2 separate regions of the Gossypium hirsutum genome follow, and region 2 is linked to region 1. A link is a contact called in public Hi-C data. All regions are on one chromosome and are shown on one strand. Each heading gives the region's core, a stretch centred on a gene start, on an enhancer-like site or on the middle of the called end of the contact. The rest is flanking DNA. Distances are from core to core; before and after follow the strand shown. Region 1 holds the start of LOC107886538 (protein DETOXIFICATION 29). Region 2 holds the start of LOC121219607 (glutamate--glyoxylate aminotransferase 2).

Region 1 (4,390 bases), core at 563-3,062:
ATAAAGTGTTTTATCAAGAAATTAAGTAAAATCATTTCATAAATCTTTCATCAATAGCTATCAATGCATGTAAGCATTTTTTTAGTACATTACAAACAATGTATAACTAGCATGTGACAGATGACATAGAATTTTTTTTTATTTCAAATGTTTAATTACTTTTAAATTTATATAACATAATAGATTTCTTTTATTTTGGTTTTTAAAAGTCTTGTTTTCATCTTCAATATCCATTTGTTAATCATACCTCAAAATGTAATTTTTAACACAAATTTCCTCTAATTCTGACAATGTTTTGTGGAATCGAGGGATTTGTAAAAACCTGGCCATGTTTTAAACATTCGGTCCCACCAGGTCAGGAAAGCGGGTCCACGTCAGTGCGTTTTATACTGACATGGCAATATGTTACCCCAAGGGTGCGATTTGCTGGCATTTTCCCCCTAAAACGCTCCTACATGGACGCATTTTGCTAAAACCGGCCATTTCCGATAAATAATGTGGAAATTAGCCTATTTTCATAAATATACTTGGAGATGAGCATTTTTAAGTAAATCACCCCAAATAAATAATAACTACAAAACAAAAATATACCTTCAAAATAATATTTGTTGTTGCCTCATTTCCTTCCAAAACAACAAATTCAAATGAATAATAAATATTAAAAAATATTAAACAAATAAATTATAATTAAAAAAAATTACCTTTCAAAAAATTTATTGTTGCCTCCTTTCACACTAATCCCTAAATCAAACATATAATAAATATTAAAACCACATAACAATATATTCCTCCCTTTAAAGCCCTAAACAAAAAAAAATTACAATAATAAAACTTAACCTTTCAAAACTTTTCTTCTCTTCTGTGCTACATCTTCCCATTCTTCTCTTCTCATAAACTGTTAGCTTCTCTTACAATTTTTTTTATTTTTTATTTTTTTTTTACAGCTGAGAGGACCATGGCCCCTCTTTTAAAATTCATTTTTTTCACCCGTGTCTTAAATCAACCCATTTAAGTCATCAGACCCCTTGAGTGTGTGGTCACTTTTGTCGTAGAAAGGTGTCGCCTAACACGATGCCTCCACTAGTGTTGCCTGTCAGGTTACCTCCTCCATACTTTAAAAATTAATTTTTCTTAACCCATATTATAACCGGTATAAACTACATACAAGTGTCGCCTCTTCTACTTCTTCCATCATTTAAATATATTTTTTAACACAAATTATATACTTAATGATAGGGTTATGATTGCTAGCAAAATAAACTATGCCTCCATTGGTGTTGCCTTTCATGTTCCTTTCTCCGGCCTTTAAAAATGATTTTTCCTCAACCTGTATTTTAACCGGTGTAAACTAGATACATGTGTTGCCTGTCCCACTCCCTCCATCATTTAATTATATTTTTTAACACAAATTATATTCTTAATGATGAGTTATGATTGCTAGCAAAATAATGGTGGAGCCGCCACCTTCAAACCCTCCATCCCTAAATAATATTCAATCCATATATTTTGGTAAATAATAGAGATGGAATACTATTTAAAGATTATTTTTATATTATCCAAGTAAAAAAAAAATCCTTTAATCTAATTATAATGTATCCAAACAATTTTAAAATAACAATATAAATATTTAAAATATTAAAATAATGGTCAAAAAGGTTGGGCGAGAAAAAGCGTAAAATATTAACTCTGATTTCGCCCTTGAGAAAAAAAAAAACATTATATTAAGGAGTTGGTCATGCTTTGCAAAATCATTTTATACCAAAGGAATGTTAGACCGAAATTAAGTCATATGTAGCAAAAAACCAAAACATTTGATGGTAGGAAAAATTATGGATAAAATTCATAAAATTCGGTAATTTTTTTAAAAGATAGTGTAATTTCTGAAATGTTTTTTTTTCAACATATTTACATAAATTTCCCGGATTGAATTTTATTTTAAAATTCGAATATAAATTTATACACTTAAAATCTCCAAACAAATCATTCTTCTATCCAAAAATATTATCTACATCTATCTTGGCCGATTGCTCTTTGTGCTCTCATATGGCTATGGAGGATGCTGAGCAACCGCTTCTTTCCCCTCGGCTAGTCGGCGAGGACAGCCACCACCAGGAGCAGTTACTTTCTAGACTATCAAACACCACCTTCACGGCCGGCATCGATGACATCCCACCGATCAACGGCGTCCGTGACTTCTTCAGAGAATACCTGATAGAGTCCAAGAAGCTCTGGTTCCTTGCTGGCCCCGCCATCTTCACATCTCTTTGCCGATACTCCCTCGGCGCTATCACTCAAGTCTTTTCCGGCCAAGTTGGCACTCTAGCTCTTGCCGCCTTCTCCGTGGAGAATTCATTCATCGCCGGTTTCTCCTTCGGCGTCATGGTAAATCTGTAAATTAAATTTCCTTCGTTAATAGTTTTAGTTTTAGTTTTGTTAGCTTAGTTACAAATAACAGTAATCGCAGAATACTTGATTAAAACTTGAATAGCTTGGGATGGGAAGTGCACTCGAAACTTTATGCGGCCAAGCATTTGGAGCAGGGCAGGTTGGTATGTTAGGGGCGTACATGCAAAGATCATGGGTCATCCTCAACTCAACGGCTTTGATGTTAAGCTTGTTATACATATTCGCGTCAAAATTTTTGAGGGTAATAGGCCAAACAGAAAGCATATCGAAGGCGGCCGGAATGTTCGCAATGTGGATGTTGCCTCAACTGTTTGCTTACGCGTTCAACTTTCCGATGGCGAAGTTCTTACAGGCGCAGAGCAAGATCATGGTGATGGCGGTGATAGCAGGAGTGGTGTTGGTTCTGCACACTGTATTAAGCTGGCTCTTGATGCTAAAGCTGGGATGGGGCCTAGCGGGTGCAGCCGTTGTTTTAAATATGTCGTGGATTTTCATAGTTGTGGCTCAGTTTTTGTACATAATTAGCGGCGCTTGTGATCGGACTTGGACCGGCTTCTCTTGGAAGGCATTTCAACATCTGTGGGGTTTTGTTAGATTGTCTTTAGCTTCAGCAGTAATGCTCTGGTAAGTCCCCTAGGCAGAAAAAAACTAAAAATCATTTTTAAAAATGAATTAGGTCTTTTTATTTTTTTTCAAAATATAAATCCCTAAATTTATTATTCCAATTTCAACGTGATTCTATGTGTGAGAAATGCTTTATAACATTTTTAAGAACGAGTTTAAACCCTTTACCTAAAACTTATTTTAAATGCTTAATTTTAATTTCACGTAATTATTTATATAAATTTTAACTTTTTATTTAATTCTCATAAATTATTGATATTGTTATTTATTTCACATCTGTTTACATTTATTTATTTTATATTTATACCGAAAGTTACGTTTCAAAATTGATATAATTTTTTTAAAATATACTTTGAAACAAATACATTGAAAAAAAAATAATTTTAAATTTTGGGCTTTTTAGAATTATTTTTTTAAAGATTTCAGTTGAATACCTACCGTTCATTCATTTTTCTTTGAAATATTTTATATGAAGTTCCAATACAAGACATGACAAGATAGAAACAATATCATTTCTCATTTCACCCTTTTTTTAACCTAGCAATCTTTATAAATTAATTATCAAAATAAATTATTTATCACGATATTTTTTAATATCGCTTAACATATTAATTATATCGAATTATAATATAATTAGTGATTGTAATTATTATATATAAAAATAATTGTTTTAGCTTACGCGGTAGAGTGAGTGATGTTTAATTTGATAATTCTAAGTTTAATTCTTACATATAACATTTTATTATTTATTGATAAAATAATATTATTTGTGGGACTTGAACTAAAATAATATTAATCAGTCAGGCTGACATAAAAAAATATTGTAATAAACAATTCATTTTGATAATTAATTTGTAGGGTAATCATTTTAATATTTAATTATTTATTTTAAATTAAGGGGGTAAAAAATCCTTATTGGACTTTATGACCTAAAAAAAAGGAAACAAGTTTCCTACACTTCAATTTTCTATATCAGTAAAGTATGTACAGCTTTAAATTTCTATATCAGCAGTTCAGTACAAGCTTGTCGGTTTTATTGTTATTAAAATATGAGTGTACTCTTGGGTTTTTTATTTAAATAATAAAAAAGTATTAATTAAGAAAATGGACATATTTTAGATTATTTAGGAGTATTATATGTTTTTTACAGTGAAATTGGATAGGCCGCAGTTATAAAAATAATATCTTAATAAAAATAAATTAAAAAATTTCCATACTTATAGTTCTTTTTTTCTTTAATTTGGAGTGAATATGGTATAATTTTGAATTTTATACATCTATTTTGGGATCTATTTATTTTTATTAACATGTTGTTTTTTTATAGTTGGTCCTCATCTGACACATATTGGTGGTATCCAAT
Region 2 (4,633 bases), core at 1,258-3,757, 500 kb before region 1:
TTCTCCAAAACTTAGTGTAATTAGATACTTAATTTAAGAATTCTATTAGTTTATGGTCTTTTTGGTTAAAGTGGTTTCTTATCATGAAACATAACACTATTGAACTGAAAGTCTTAGGATTTTGGTTTTTCACTTCTCATTGGAAGTGTTGTACTTGATTTGATTTTCTAGTGTATCACCGGTGTTTATTTCCTATAATAGAATGAAGGAGGTAAAGAATCTTTTATGATTTTCATAGATATTCACTGATTGGGTTGAGGGAGCAAATAAAGAAACGTCCATCACTGGAAACAACTGAAAAGGTTCAGCAATTTATTAGGGTGAGTGTATAGGTGGATAGCAATGTTAGTGGTGTTAGTTTAATATATTGTGTACATTGTACATATGTGGATACATTTTTAGGATGCTTTATCTAGCTAAAAATTCCTAATGTAGACTGGTGTGCTTATTTCTCAAGGAATGTTGTGTTTCTTTAACAGGCAAAGGGGAGGGAATCAATTGGCACTGGATTTTATCATGAAGGTTATGAGGAACCATTGTTAATGCTTATGAAAAGAAGAGGTGTTCATTCTGGTTTAGTAGTGAAGGTTAGCACTTCATGTTAAATTAAAAAATGATTTGGTAAAGGAGTAAAAGAATAAATTTGGACTTTTCCTTTATGATATTCAAGATATCTTGATTCAATTTAAATTCTGAAAAAATCAACGAGTAATCCAAACAAAACACTTAAATGTTTGAGACTACTCTTATTTAAGGGTGAAGAAGGTGCCCTCTCAATGACAACTAGGTTGCTATCAGCAAGCACATCAAAAGGACTTCCTGTGAACCATTGTTCTGGTTTTCGTTCGGTAGGCATGGAATCAGCTTGTGAAGTGGATGGTTCGTATTTAGCTTTGTATTGTTTAATCCATTTCGAAAGCTTTCTAGATATCCAATGGAAATAAGATTATTTGCAGAATTTTAATGCCAACCAATATCCTAATGTTGCAGGTGTATAACGTCCGAGTTTCAGGCTTGAGGTTAATGCAATGGACTATGGTTTTGAACCAACTGATACTCCCAAGAACCAATAGATCGGTAAAATTCAAAAATCCTTTTCTATATATCCCCTTCCAACCAACCACCACAAAGGGTGGATATGAAACTCCTCTTTGCCTCAGTCTCTTATGTCTGTTATTTTTGAAAACCTGTTGTCAAACGACCATGTTTGCTATAATATATCAGGTATCGAAGAATATCGAGTTGGGTTTGGCAGCTCTTCGAGGTGAAAAAGGGCCGGCATATGACCGGATTGTTTTGAATGCTGGAATTGTGGATCATTTACTAGGATGTGATGGGGCAGAAGACGTTCCTTAGCTTTGGAAAGAGCCAAAGAAGCCATTGACAGTGGTAAGGCCCATAAGAGGCTCCTAAATTATATAAAGATGTCGCACAAAGTAAAATAATGAACTTGTATGGAGCACTGCCTGCTTCTCTCTCGCATTTTTTTGGTCTTTTTCTTAATTAGAGGAGAGAAAGTGGTCTTTTACAGATATCTTTTCTATATCTGTTTTTTGATAGCATTAAAATTTTGTACCATCTAAAAATTAGTTGCAAATCCAATGTCATTGATTAATTGTTTTTTTTCTATATATTTACTATCCTCAAAAGTAATTCTCTTAAAAGAAAGTTCGAGTTTAGGTAAAATATTTATATATATTTTATAAATATAATATATTCATTCATTGTCTTTTTTATTTATTTATACAATATTAGGAATGGGGATGAGATAACACAATTTGAACTCATGCCAAATGAACATCCGGTAAAAACTTTAACTACTATTTTATACGAGTCAAGATCATCACTTCATACAAATCAAAATTTATTCATTTATTGTTAATCAATTAAGTTTATTGATTTTGTTATTCCTAATTGGTCTCATATTATATCAAGTGATATGATTATACTGATATCCGTTCATTCCGGGTGAAGTTCATAGAGCAGCAACATTATCACCAATGAAAAAAGCATTCGCCATCCATCTTAAGACATTTAGCGTTTGGAGCAACAGGGTAAACAGTAGGAAAAGTGGAGGATGAGGAAGATGTTCTGTACGTCTTAATGGGCCTGGGCTGAAAAAATGTTTTTGTAGGCAAGGATTTTTGGTTTGGGCTAACTAAATGCCTCGACATTTTTTTTTGTAGAATTCTCTTCTTTTCAAGGTTAACAGCTCTTCAGTTTTCTTACAAAGTATTGATGCATGATTCTGATTGATTGGGCTAAATCTTGAAGGACTAGAAACTGCATTTGATCATGTTGAGTGATAGCATTTCACCAGTCTTTTAACAATTTTGTGAATCTAAAAATAAATTTAATGAGAATGTTGTAATTGTTATCTTCAATTAATTTACAAGTTTCTAACTAAGAATGAAATTTTTGAATCCTGTCTTGCCACTTTTCTAATGGTAAATCATCAAGAGTGAAAGATAAAAATAAATAAATAGCGATGATTGACCTTCGCTAATATTCATAATAATCATTCATGAAAGTTGACCAAATTACTACTACCATTTGCCATTAGCCATTAGATGAGAAAATTCCTCTAAAGAATGGAACGTGAACCACACTTGGGAGTTGGTGAGAGCGACCAATGTTGAACATGAGTCCAAAGAAGACGTGAGGGAGTCCCCAAAGGGTTCATTATCTACCAATAACTCACAGTTTGAAGCTACACCACACCTCGCCGATCAATTTTATCCTTTGTGTTTTGATCTTTTAAGATAAAACACAGCATCCCCACATTTTCAAAATAAATCCCCTTTTTCAGTGGCTCTGCTGCTGCCACTGCTTTCAAATCCTTACACACTGCCACATCTTTATATATATCAATTCTTTATTTGTATATATTGCCTTTCCCTGACATGAAAAAGTCTCTGACACTTGCAACACAATAAACTACACATAAAATCTGTGCCTGCCCTTTGCTCTGCACACCTCGGGATATCAGTTTCAACTCCACTCATCCCACGGGTTACTCTCGTTTACGGAGTTTTTTTCTGTTCTGCACTTCCCTGTTTAGTTTTAAGGGTGAACTGTTTGGATTTTCTGGTAATTCATGATTTATTGAGTTTAGGTCCTGAATTTTACGGATTCTTGGTTTTGGTGTAAGGTAACCGTGTGATTTTGTTGATAGACTATTGATTATTGACTGTTTTCAAACTTCTAAATGCATTTCTATGCCTGGATTTTCTAGTATTCTGGCTTGGCTCCATATTCACTGATAATTGCATTGATCGCATCGCAAGAGGCTCTCTTTCACTTTATGATTTTCCTTTTAATCCTTTCCATTAATGCATGTTTTCCTATCATATGAACCTTAGAGCCGATGTTTGTTTTTCCTTTTCAAATGTTTAGACCCGATTTTAAGATTTAGGATTAGAGCGAATTTATAGTGATTATATTATAACGTTCGAATTGTTTTGCTGATTGTTACTCTCGTATTGGAACTGGAAAGCCAAGTAATAAACTTATATGCAAAACCAAAATGTTAAATTAGACTTATGCTTTTTAGTTCTCTTACAGGTTGAGTACCGAGTCCATATATTGGTAAGTTCAAGGAAGGAACTTGGGCATCATGGGTCTTAAGGCATTAGACTATGAGACAATGAATGAAAACGTGAAGAAAGTTCAATATGCAGTTAGAGGTGAGTTGTATCTTCGAGCTTCTGAGCTTCAGAAGGAAGGGAAGAAGGTATGTTTTTCCTGCTTTCTTCTTATTTTATTTCAGCATGCAGTTCTGCTTCGTATGCTGAATTCGCAGAGTTTTATATGTTGGTGCTTTTAGCTTTTGCTATCAACAGAGAATGTGTAAATGCCTATTTCCTACATATTCTTTGTTGGGGTATTTAAAACCATACTGTTGTTCTTAGATATTTTTGAAAACTTATCATAATTAGTATAATCACAGTTTGAGCTAGACTTAGAGTACTTATTTACCATTCAAGGACTCCGGGTGTAAGAGTTAGGGGAGTTAACAAGATTCCCTTGGTCTGGGTTAATAGTTCTAACCAGGTCCTCTCAGAAATTTTAGCTTAATTAAAGGCTGATTGCTGCATTTTTCTCGAGGACAGTGATAATCAAAAGGCCTCTCTCTGTGCCGTAGGTTTCATTTCCCGACATGTTCTCCTGTACTTATTTACCATTCAAGTACATGCAGCTTGTACTTATGACATCTTTTTATTAGTTCTTTATTCATTTTTTTAATTGTAACTTATTTAGTGCCTTTTGAGTATTAAGTGATTGTACTCTAGTTTCCTAGATAAATGCCTCCTTGATTCTATTTTCATCTTTTGTCCGAAAGCTTCTCAAGGAGGGATTCCTTGTGTCAAACACAATTAAAATGTCTACATGAACCTCTATGCAGTATATGAAATCCACTGTTGACTGGGGGAGCATTCATTTCGAAGTATCTAGTGCTTCTTTATAAGAATCAATTTCAGAAGTTATATGTTTTGGTGTTTTGGTTGATTATTTTGCATGTCACTACTGAGTGGAGCTCCAAAAACATGGCACTATTAGATTTTTTATTAAAAAAAATAATGTGGATATGTTAATTCGTTTAGCTGCTTTTATTTTTATGTCTGCAGATTAT

Evidence for each region. A called contact is a pair of places that touch in the nucleus more often than the background predicts.
Region 2: a Hi-C map of leaf shows a contact between it and region 1, with 2.4 times the contacts expected there. The contact joins the promoter of LOC121219607 here to the promoter of LOC107886538 in region 1. A contact is called at or near these places in 4 of 34 Hi-C or Micro-C datasets (callus and leaf).

Annotation. Positions count from the first base shown.
Region 1 is chrA03:97,390,000-97,394,389 of Gossypium_hirsutum_v2.1, reverse strand. LOC107886538 (protein DETOXIFICATION 29) reads left to right here and starts at 1,812. Exons shown (of 8, transcript XM_016810531.2): 1 at 1,812-2,382; 2 at 2,489-3,030. The coding sequence starts at 2,044.
Region 2 is chrA03:97,889,458-97,894,090 of Gossypium_hirsutum_v2.1, reverse strand. It overlaps LOC121219607 (glutamate--glyoxylate aminotransferase 2), which reads left to right and starts at 2,507. Exons shown (of 14, transcript XM_041098080.1): 1 at 2,507-3,090; 2 at 3,565-3,733; 3 at 4,629-4,633. The coding sequence starts at 3,617. It also overlaps the pseudogene LOC121218319.